2 separate regions of the Mus musculus genome follow, and region 2 is linked to region 1. Evidence: chromatin contacts called from public Micro-C data. All regions are on one chromosome and are shown on one strand. Each heading gives the region's core, a stretch centred on a gene start, on an enhancer-like site or on the middle of the called end of the contact. The rest is flanking DNA. Distances are from core to core; before and after follow the strand shown.

Region 1 (5,934 bases), core at 2,398-4,897:
TAGGAAATAGAAGGTCACAGGGGAGTCATAGGTGATAAGAAAGGGGCTTCATGGGGGAAGATCGGATAGATGTATTGTGCAGGAGGATTAGGCTCAGATGGTAAACTGCCTTGACTGTTGGGCTGCATCCACAGTCATTCAACTTGAAACAAGCCATTCAACCAAGGACTTTCCCCTGAATTTTACTTTCCCTTATGTAGTCGTCTTGCCTGCAAATCTGCCCCTTTAGTGTCTTCACACTCGCCTCTGGCGAAAGCCCATCCCCCATGTGTGTTCAGATTTCAAGAAATGAAAGAAAATCAGAGAAATTGATTCTTTTCTTTTAAAACAACTCAAATCACAAACCATACATTTAAAGGAGTACTTCTACCATTAATATTCAATTTAACAAGTTATATAAGGGCGTAGGCTTGTACACTTTCTACCAGAGTAGCCACGACTCAGTACTTGTAATGTCCTCTGACACTGCATAGACACACTTCCCTGTCTTTCTCTACTCTAGCTTGTTAGAAGAATGCAAACCCAGTTTTCTAGCTTCCTAATAGATTGTTTTCCTCATGGCTATACGCCATGCATGGGGTCCTGAAGATGGGCTTTTTACCATTACCTGCTGTCATTATACAGGTGAAACGGTATACCTATGTTATTTGTTTGCAACCTAAGTTTGTGCTCCAGGCTGTTTTTGAGACCGAGTTGCTGTTTAGAACAACCCACTAAGTACAATGCATTTATAGTCTTGATGGTCACACTTTTTTTTTTAAAACTTGGAGACAATTACTCTGTTTTGAAGAAAACACATTCAAATTAATATTGAAATAGACACGCAAGCAGTTGAGGAAAGGAAATGTCCGATACAAATGCTGTGCTCTCTGTTTGAGGACTTTTCAAAGCCTGGCATATCTTGCCTTGGAACTCCTTGTTCTTATAGGCATATAGGGTTCAGTTTATCACACCAAGTTCAGTTTGACTTGCCATGACATTCATCTGCACTCCTTTCAGAAGTTTGTTTTTACAAACTGCCAGTTCCGGCTTGTGAGCAGAGAGTTTCAGTTACGTCCTAGACTCACCATCCCTCACCCTGAGTCTACTAGCTAAAACTCACAAGGACACCGCTAACAGCCTCAGGTTCCCGTGCAGGACAGTTGAGCAAGACCCTTCACAGAACCCTGTGCACAGCTCAAGCTTTGGACGACAGCACAGTCCTTGGTTTTTTAACCCAGTTCTACTGGACATAAAATGAGCTTAACGGTGACAATTCTGTTGCTCATCACTGTTAGCTTTCGTGCTTGGGTGTACTAAATGACCAGCTTCAAAAATAAAATTGTCATCGAAATGACTCTACAGGACATTTCTCAGTTTCTGTGGTCTGATCTATTTCCTTATTCATTCAGGGAAGCTTGAAGACTTCGCACAGTGACACTTTGTTACTCAGCCTTAAGGGAGAAACATAACATTTAAAGTCCTTTTAAACAAATTCCATTTTCAGGAGTATTGACAACCATTCCATCCATTATTGCCCCAAAAGGGAAAGAAACTCAGAGTGGAGCAGAATACCCTTCTTAGGCTTTTCCTTTCTCTTGCCAACTTCACAGTGAGGGCTCATTTCTGAATAGTAAGCATATACTCCCCTCCCCTCTAGAACAACCTGGGGTGTAAAACAAAACAACAAAAATCTCCTGGGTCGCAAAAAGCAACCCCTCTTTTTTTAAAAGCATCTCTGTAAAGCAGTCAGCTCTGTAGATTATTCATGCTGCATGCATTTTCTAATAGGTAGTCGACAGCACTCCTATGAATGCTCATGATTTTCATATTAAAGTGGAAGAAACCCCGATGCCCTTTCCCCTCCACTCTTCCTTTGAAAACCCTGCTCGCTCCTGCGGAGAAGCCGCATCTCTCCTCCCCGAAGCACCGTTCTAGGCTTGTGTAATCATTTCAGCAGGCTGATGCTTTAATAACGATTTTTAAAATGTGAAATGAAACCCGCAGTTAAAGTTTACTGAAAACATAGGTTGCTGTAATTCCGTTGATAAAAGTACAGAAGTAGAAATGATTGGTGTATGTAGCTGCGCTCGGATCACATGACCCATGGCTTCTAGGGTGCAGCTGCTATCTAACCACCCGCTTCACCTCTGGCACCCAACCTGACAAGCATAAAAAGAGAAACAACACTGCAATGCCCCTTATCTCTTCTCTCTTATTATTGTTTTTTTTTTTGGGGGGGGGGAAGGCGAGCCAACAACCTGCCATACATGACTTATCAACAAACACCATCAATATGACACATTCTGTGACTGACTGTATTATGCAATCACCTCTACATGCCTTTGAAACACCGGCCCACACCCACCACCTCCCATAGATATCTAAAGAGAATTACAAAAGAAATACCCTAGATAAGAGATCTAGTCTACCCTAACTTGGACAGGAGAAAGTTGGCCTCGCCTTCATAAATATGCCATCCATCCATAAATATTCATACGTTCCTCTTAAATCAGCATACAGAATCCACCAGCCTTCTAAGCCCCTTTGGAACAGCCCACTCCATCCCTCTTTGCTTTGCTAAATCTACCTGTGGTTAAACTGCCCGTGTCCCTCCATGGAATTCTTCATTTGAGAAGACAAGGAACAAGTGGCACTGCCCATTGAAGAAATCTGCAAGTTATATTGTCTTCATTTTTTTTAACCATATGTGTTCTTTGATTAGTGTAAATATTGTCTACTCTTCACTCATGTAGAAAATTATTACTTAAAAAAATTCACTGACAAAATAACAGCCTGTGAAATCGTATGGCCTCAACACTTATACCTTAGCCAGAAATTATAGTACATAATTAGCAGCACACACACACACACACAGAGTCACAACCCACTCACTTACTCACACACAATTACACAACACACACACACAAACTCACACACCCACTCACATGCTCACTCACATACACTCACATACACACAACTCACACACAGTCACATATACATTCTCACATAGACACTCGGACACACATACACACATACACACACTCACACACATAACACATACTCACATAGAGATGTTCTCACACACACACACACACACACACACACACACACACACACACACGAAGCAGGAAAAAGGCAGGCAGAGAGAAAAAGGAAGCAAAGAGGAAGTGTGAGAAGAAAGACAAAGGAAGGGAAAACACAGAAGAGAGAAAATAAGGAGATAAAAGAAATTGCTCCCATTATGACTTTTAAATAGAAAATCCCTGCTAGGAAAGACAATAATAAGCCAGCATGAAAACAGAACATAGAAACAGAAAAAATTGTCACCTCTCAAATGTGTGTAGGTACTGAGACCAGAGAACTGTGGCTACACTCTTGCTAACCTTTACCATGAGAAACGGTGAATTCAAAGGAGGCACATAACCTTCCTGAACAGGGTTGGATCGGCCCCATCGACAAAGGTGGAAAGGTAAACAAACCAGGGGGCCAGCCCGGAAGTTGAATGCTTCTGTTGGAATCCAGTTGCACCACTGCCACAGTGACCTTGGCTGTGTTATATAATTTATTTACTCTCCTTTCTTCATGTGGGAACCCGTGATAAAGAATCCAGCAACCCTATCCACATCTCAGGGTCATCTGAGGACCGATGAGATCATCCGTTTGTGACAGCTCGATGAAGGTTGTTAAGCACCAAAGTACAGTATAGCATATGACCACAGTGAGCTTCGAGCTGTTCCCAGACTGGCTGGCAGTTGGAAGTCAGATAGAGAAAGGAGGAGGAGATGGGGTACAGCATTTTTTAAAAGGCAACCTGTTCTATTATCCACAGCTGAATTAAACACACAACACAATACACCACCACCACAACAAAACTCCGTGTGGACTTTTCTCTAAGTACTAAGTTTTATCCAACAGAGCTTAGCAACTGCATCTGAACACAGTGAGCTGGAGCAGCTAAAGATACCAGGGGTATTTTTTTTGGTGTTTTGCTTTTAAGTGGTTCTAACAATCCGTGGAGGAAGAAGGGAAGAAGACACAGGTGGCAAAGACTCGTGTGGTCAGGAGTCCTTGTCATCCCCACTCGGGTACAGACCACCGTGGAGAGCAGCTCACTGGAGGCTGCTACTGAGCGACACCCAGCAAACTAAGAGTTCCAGAACCCGCCTGGTGGCTTCTCTCTGACTAGCGGAGCCAAGTGTCTCCTGTCAGAGGTGGCTGGTTAACAGCGTGAGGGACTCAGGACAAGGACAGATGTCAGGGCAGAGAGGCTGACAGTTAAGCTCTCTGGCCTCTGACAGACAGCAGCTCAAACTTTCTGGGCTCCAGGAAGGAAACTCACATTTTGGAAACAGAAACAAAAGGCTTTCCCCTGCAACTGCTAGCATGTCGGACTGAATTTTGGAGGATTTTAAAAAAGAGCCATTGTTCACCCCCTCCCAGGCCTTAGCAAATCTTTCATCACTTTAAAAAAAAAATATGGTCTTAGCCTCAAGGCTTTGTTTGCATGAGGGTGTATGCTGCCCATGAGTGGAAAAGTCCCCTAAAATTTTCCGTTCTCTTATGCCCCTCCCTCCTTTGTCCAGTCATTCAGGTCTTTGTCTATTGTGACCCTAACATGCACTGATTCTCCACATCAACCTCATTTGAAATTTTAAACTTCAAATGCCCTAGTAAAGAAAAGCCACCAGACTCCTTTTGGCATAGAACCAGGTGTCTGAAGAGCCACGTGACAACTTGCTTCCTTAATTAAGTGATCATATTCATTAGAAGTTACATAGTTAAGTCCTTGTCAAAGATGATACATAGTCAGCAATGGATAGGAGCAATTTTGTCCCTAAGAGGACAGAGTTGTTTTTGTATTGCAGTCCCTTTCCCACTTGCAGTCTCTCCTGGCTTCTGTGTCTGGGGCAGGTGTTGACAGCTGTTGTTCTGTGGTAGGAATGGTTAGAGACACCAGCGATGCTGGGTGGACAAATGTCTTCATCGGGAAATCATGTGTGGGTCTGAGATAGGAAGGGCTGATCTGAGCACCACCCTCCCATCAGTCTCAGACATGGCTGCTTTCCTGGTAGCTGTCCTCCATGGTGAATTCTCTTCCGATCCCGCTGGAGCTTGGCACATACACTCACCTCTGTCTTCCTAGACAGGACCCCCTTCTTATCATTTTCTAAGGAAATTGGTGAATAAAGAGGTTATCTATCGGTGGTTGTCAGTTTTCTCTGAGAGAATGGACCAGAAACAAAAGGGAAATGCCTCTGACTGCATGAAGGAGGAGGATGCTTTGCCTAGGAAAGGGCGGTCCCAGGACGGTGGATTCTGAAAGCCCTGCAGTCATTTACCTCAGAGCATCGGCACAGGCGAGCTGGAGAGCAAGTTTTTGAGTTTTTCTCTTCATTATCATGCAAGAACATTTCACACTGCCTTCTGCCTGCAGCACATTTTTACACTTTAAAGCAAATTCAAATTCTTTGAACAGTATAAAAAAAAAAAGAGAAAGAAATCTTAAAGCTAAACAAAATTTAGTCTCACTAGGAATTGGTTGATAAATAATACACTCCTACTGTGAATATATTTTCATAGTGTTAAATATTTATTTATTAAGAAGTAGCATGTTTCCAAAAACATCTCTTTTGATAATCTCCCCAGTGTGGGACATACACACACACACACACACACACACACACACACACACTATAGAATCAATGCTTTGTAGGTAAGAAGAAAAAAACCTTTCAGGTTCTTAAGGAAAATTGATGAGAATTCCTGGGCACAAGGGCTGCTTTCCTTTATCTCAAACAGGTTTCTATCCTCAAATAATCTACCCCAAGTTGTGTGTGTGTGGTGCTTAAGCTAAACCAGATTTCTGACAATTCCTTCATGTTTCTGAGTAGGGAGAACTGTCAAGAAAGGCTTTAATGATGGAAGGCGAGGGAGACATGAAACACTAACGCA
Region 2 (5,934 bases), core at 1,676-4,175, 140 kb before region 1:
CTCCCACCTGTGTTTCAGAAACTCTCCTGCCTATATCTCAAGACGTCTACGTCTTTAAAAATATAAGTGGTGGCTTTCTTTACACAGGTTTAAACTACCTACCTACACTGGCTTCCACATACACCTCCTTTCCAGCTAGACTACCACTGTCTGAGTCAATCTGACTCTAAGGAATGCTAGTCAGTGGTCAATGCTATGGAGTCTGCCTGTGGGAATGTCACCCTCAAGTGGGTATTTACATCTCGTATCCATATAAGCATTTGGTTCCTGATTTGTTCTGATACCATCCTAACTAATTATGATGATCTAAAGCGAAAGAAAATTCTTCATGCTTCAGACATGCTGGGATTACAAGTGTGAGCTACGACACCCAGCCTATACTTATTTATCTACTTTAAGGATTTATTCCATTTTGTGTTTACATGTGAGTGTCTGCATGTGCGTATGCTCACTGTGTTTATGTTTAGGGCCCCGGAAAGCCAGGAGAGAGTGTTGAACTCTCTGGAACTGGTGTTACAGGTGATTGTAAGCCATGATAAGGATACTGGGAAGTGAACTCAGAGCTCTTCGCTGCTGAGGTGTCTCTTCTGCCTCAGTTCATACTTCTCTATTGTGGATTATTATTCTCTGTTTAAGCCATCATGGTTCATCTGCTGACAATCACCCTTTTTCTTCACTGCTTTTCTTCTTCCTAGAGTGTCTGCACCGTGTCTGCCACACATATTCTCAGTAGATCATAAATGCTTCATGAGTAAGCGCATACATGCACATAGACACATATCATGTAGAGGCAACTTATCCTCAAAACACAGAGTTTGTCAGACTGACCTTGGATGGGCACAGGAAGTGAAGTGTGTCGGGGACCATCTGGCTGTCGCACCTGTCTTGCTGCCTCTGAGGCGACTCGTGCGGCAGTATGTGCCTCTTTACTACATTTTTCTATCAGCAACATGAAGAGTTCAAACTGAAGGACACTTCACATCCTTTCCAGCCCCAGCCCCTAAACTCTACCACATACACTAATGATTCTAAAACAAAATATAGCAGGCTCATCAGCCTTGTCCTTGCAAAGGAGTACACCAAACTGTCATCCGCAGGGTTTTTAAACATGATAGGATGCTATTAACAATGCCGTGCAATACAGTGAGAAGTGTCCTGTGATGTTAGCTTGGTTAGCCACAGGGACAGAACTTTTTCTAGTTCCTGACAGACAAAATCTTTATTAACTCTTATGATCTGGATCAGCCACATGAATTGGATCCTGGGGAGGACCAACAGTATCAGGTATCTGGTTTCTGCCCTCTAATTATGCATGCAGACCTATAGCTGCACATGCACGTGTATATGTGTGTGTATATGTAAGTGTGAGTATGTGTGAGTGTGTGTGTGTGTGAGTGTCAGTGGGTTGTGAATGTGTGTGAGTGTGTGAGTATATATATAAGTGTGTGTGTATGTAAGTGTATTGTGTGAGTGTGTGTGAGTGTGTGTATGAATGTGTATGAGTGTGTATAAGTCCATGTGTGAGTGTGAGTATGTATGTGAGTGTCAGTGGATTGTAAATGTGTGTGAGTGTGTATGAGTATATGTATAAGTGTATGTGTGTGAGTTTAGTGTGTGTGTGAGTGTGTATGAGTCCATGTGTGAATGTTTAACAGATACTTAAATAAGGCATAGGTGAGTGGAACAACAAAAGGCTTTATGGTCTATTCTTCTTTTGTTTTTCTAAAGCCCAGTTAACTGTCAAGGGAATGTTATTTGAAAATTATTACACAGGCTCAGAAATGGCAGGTCAGGCTGATTAATTTATGTCAGTGGTCTAGGTCACTGCACACAGAAGAGGAAACAGATTTTAATGATGAATTCTGCTTGTCCATGGTTTCATGTTCTGATGTTTATCTTCTCCCAGCTGAGGGTATTTTGCTAGTGGATTTGATTTTGATTTCCATTTTTTTCCTTTACATTTTTAACTTTGGAGTGATTTTCAATGAATGAAGTTTTTAATTATATACTGAATACATAAGAAACCAATTTTCTATGTATTTTTGAATAGCAGGTAAATATTTCCAAGTATTCCTCTTGAAAAATAGCCCTGCTGTTAACAGATACAAACATGAAATAATCAATTGGGGGTGATGTACAGATTAATTGTTGCTTAAAAAGTATCTGGAAATATCTGGAAAAGCTACTTTAAGGTTTTAGAATCAGAGCATTAACTCATTTTATAAGCTGGTAGTTTTCAACTCTCTTTGACCATATCTGCTTTCATAGGAACCCATGTTCCTAATGAAAGCATGTGGCTCTGAGCAAAAGTTTACTGAAATTATCTTTCTTACAGTGAATGAAAAGCTCATTTTATAGAAAAAGTCTTAACTGTTATGGGGCCTAGAGGTACACACCTCTAATGCTGATGCCTGGGATTAAGAGACAGGAAGATGCTAAGTTCAAGGCCAGCCTCTGCTATAGCAAATTCCATGTCAGTGGGGGGTGGGGGGTGGGGGGTGGGGTAGGAGGAGGCCCTATCTCACATAACAGAAACGAAGTCTGCCATTAACTAAATTGATTTAGGACCCAATCATAAGTGGTAACTTATAGTTTGAAAAGTTCTGTTTGAAACCAACAAAATCTACCGAACACATTCCACGTGTCTGCTCACACTCCTGTGTGGTTGTTCAGCTCCGAAGAGGACGTGATAAAGAAACAGCTCTGCCAGTTTCCTGCTTTAAATTAACAGTGGTACTGATCACTCTCATTGTCAAGGAAGGCTGAGGCTAGGGGCCACTGCAGGCTCCAAGGACACCATCTCCCTCTTTAACCAGCACGTTGTTCTCAAGGCCCTGTGTTATGGCTGAGGGTGAGTGTAGCTGATCTTATCTGAGGGAAGGGGAGCCCCCCCTTCACATGGTTCCCCCAGAGTGAGCTCTGGGGACTGAAAGAATACAGGAAAGAGAGTTAGTAGGCAGGCACAGCCTCCCTGTGTCTAGCTAGTTGGCTTCAGATAGTGAACTGGGAGGCAACCCTGTCACCTCTCAGCCCCATGGCTGTCTGTCAGCTGAGGATCCCACTAAAGGCTCAGTGACAGACTTGTTGTCCATTGTTGGTTAGCTTTCCTGGGACAGCCTCAGCTATGTCAGAGATGACAGGCATTGCTCAGCCACAGCCAGTGTTTTCTCTTCTTCTTAAGCACATATGTAGTGAGACCATCTTTCTTGGCAGGTAGCATAATCATGTGACTGAAGCCATGGATGTGTGTGAGATGATGCGTGTTTCTTCCATGCTTGGCCTACAACCTCTTCCTACCACCAAGGACCTACATGTCCTGTGACTAAACAGAGAGAACTCTGGTAGCTTTGAGGAGGGAGAATCTCCCACCAACCATAGTGTGATATGGTTTGAGAATGGCATTCCTTAATCTCTCCAGCTTCCCTCCCTCCCTCCTTTAGTCCTTCTCTCCCTTCCTCCTTCACTCCCCCCATTACCTCCCTCCCTTCTTACCTCCCTCCCTCTATCCATCCCGTCCCTTCTCTCTATCCCCTTCTCTTTCATTTCTTTCTTTTTTCCTCTCTCTCTCTCTCTCTCTCTCTCTCTCTCTCTCTCTCTCTCTCTCTCGGGTTCTCAATCTATAACTCCAGTTGGCCCAGCGCTCATTGTATAGACCAGGCTGGTCTTTAACTCACAGATATCCATCTGCCTCTGCATCCTGGGATGAAAGGCATGTGCCACCATACCTCCCTCCCTCGGGGTGGGGGCGCTTTTTTTTTTTTTAATTTAAAAACCGTTTTTGAAAGCTATTCCCTAGCCATCTTTATCGCTGTTCTAGTCCCAATAGCTAGGAAATGAAAGCAGCCTGGTCACCCTTCACTGGCTTAACGAATAATGAAAAGGTGGCACATTTGCACAGAGGGATTCGATTCAGCTGTAAAGGAAAGGGAAATGACATTTTTAGACAAGTGGATGGAACCAGAAAATATTCTACTGAGCGAGCTAACACAGACCCACAAATTCCACATGTTCTCTCTTCGTTGTGGATCTAATGTCTAAATCTTTAGCTGTGAGCATATAACCCGCAGGAGCCAGGAGAGCAGGAATGGATCATGAGAGGAGGAAGGAGAGAAAGAGCTCTAGGCACAAGCGCTATGATAGAGGAAAGGGAAAAAAGTGGGGGGTGGGAGGGAGAGGGGGCAGGGCTAACGATGGAGAGGAGAGGAAGGAGAGAGAAATGGATCCAAGGACTAGAACTAAAAAGTCAAGCTAGACCTGACCTGGAAGCACCCTCTTACAGAGCGACCTCTCATGGTATCTGAAGGCTCCATGCACACTGCCCACCTATAGACAGTCCTTTCATCCTGTTTCACACTTGGGAAGATGTCTGTGTCAGCGGTGTGGATCCTCCGTGCTGCCTTCAGCCTAGAGACAGGCACAGTTACAAGGCAGCCATTTTCTGGAAACACAGAACTGCAGACACATGAACTGTTTTCCAGGTGTTTCTGCTGGGTGCTAAATACATAACAGGAACTAAAATAACCAGAATCAGAGAGCTGCCCCTCCCCCACAGCTTAACAGTGAAGCTGAATCCAGACCTTACAAACTCAATACACCAAGTGAGATTTATGCTCACCTCCAACTGATATTGCAAGTCAGAAGTAAAATGTAAGTCAACAGTAGAGATACTTTTATTCATTATATTTCGATTACAACATTAATTAATTGATTTTTTTAAAAAATACTTTTATTTCCGTGAATAAGCGTCTGGCCTGTGTGTGTGCCTGATATGCCTGATGCCCCTGTTTGTTCAGAGAGGACGTTAGACCTCCTGGAACTGGACCATCATATGGAGTCTAACCCAGGACCTCTGGAACAGCAGCCAGTGCTCTTAACTGCTGAGCCATCTCTCCAGCCCCTTCTTGAAAGCAAACGGGCATAACTCACATGCTTGCCCATAGATTTGCTTGGTTTGTCTCTGAGAGCGTTTCAACAGCAACCACCAAAATTTGAGTTTGTTGATATGGGCAGTTGAATGTAAAAATCTGGTTTTCTGGCATCCAGAGGATCTGGTGGCCTAGGGAAGTATTCTCATATGGGAGGATGCCTGGCTATTGCCCTGTTTAGATAGGTCATGGACTGGTCAGGGCACTGTCCCCAACTGACTATCTTCAATCATGTGATGTTACCAGTTTATCTGTGTTTTTATGTTTACACTTGGTACGTGGAGATGAGGTTCATTAAGTGGCATACAAGTATTTCTGCTGTTGTTACTTTAAAGGAAACAGGTTTGATATATATTACTATGTTACTTGAATACCTGCATGTCACCGTGTCATCTTCCGCATACCTTCCACCCAGTGAACTAGAGGCACTAGGCAAACATTAAACCTAACTGGTTCACTACAGTATGGAGAAAGCACACAGCTAAAAGAGATATGCCCCGAAGGTCACCTTGCCAAGTCAGGAATCTTTGTGGTCCTCTGATGGAGACTGAGCAAAATCAGTCAAGGGATGATGGAAAGAGGAACCAATGGGAGTACAGAGATTTGCAGGGGCAATGGCTGCCATCTGACAAGAGGCAAGTCTTTTTCAAGAAGACACAGCTTTGGGATGAAGCTTAGAGGATAAGAAACAGCTCCTGAGATGAAGGGAGACTCTGAAAAGTCAGTAAGGGCAAGACGAGGAAAGCTTGATTAAAAACAGTCCCACAACGATGTGAGGGAAGGATGAACTCATGGGAAACATCTTTTTCTTAACACATGTATGTCGCAAGAATGGAACATTCAGACCAGATACATATCCCTCAAAGCCACTCAAAGAGTGACCCAGAGCTGGTGAGATGACCCAGTGGCTAAAATGACCTTGCTACCAAGCTTGACGACCTGAGTTTGACCTCTAAAACACATATAATGGAAAGAAAGTAGTAATTCCACAAAGTTGTCCTCTGATCTT

The links. A called contact is a pair of places that touch in the nucleus more often than the background predicts.
Region 2: a Micro-C map of the G1E-ER4 cell line shows a contact between it and region 1, with 2.9 times the contacts expected there. The contact joins two enhancer-like sites. A contact is called at or near these places in 8 of 39 promoter capture datasets (the C10 cell line, the HPC-7 cell line, cranial neural crest and 3 more), 1 of 15 datasets of contacts at CTCF or cohesin (the G1E-ER4 cell line), 7 of 484 Hi-C or Micro-C datasets (the G1E-ER4 cell line, cumulus cells, muscle stem cells and 1 more), 7 of 115 datasets of contacts at active chromatin or transcription factors (bone marrow-derived macrophages, embryonic stem cells, pancreatic cancer cells and 1 more) and 1 of 9 other capture datasets (embryonic stem cells).

Annotation. Positions count from the first base shown.
Region 1 is chr10:21,683,879-21,689,812 of GRCm38.p6, reverse strand. No RefSeq gene overlaps it. Among named protein-coding and RNA genes, the nearest start is that of Gm5420, 4.0 kb to the left of the region's middle. Within about 2 kb of position 3,647, at least 92 of the 459 cell types and tissues checked have an H3K27ac peak or open chromatin away from gene starts, as enhancers often do. A contact at or near this core is called in the G1E-ER4 cell line, where this site is marked.
Region 2 is chr10:21,818,447-21,824,380 of GRCm38.p6, reverse strand. No RefSeq gene overlaps it. Among named protein-coding and RNA genes, the nearest start is that of Platr6, 37 kb to the left of the region's middle. Within about 2 kb of position 2,925, at least 20 of the 459 cell types and tissues checked have an H3K27ac peak or open chromatin away from gene starts, as enhancers often do. A contact at or near this core is called in the G1E-ER4 cell line, where this site is marked.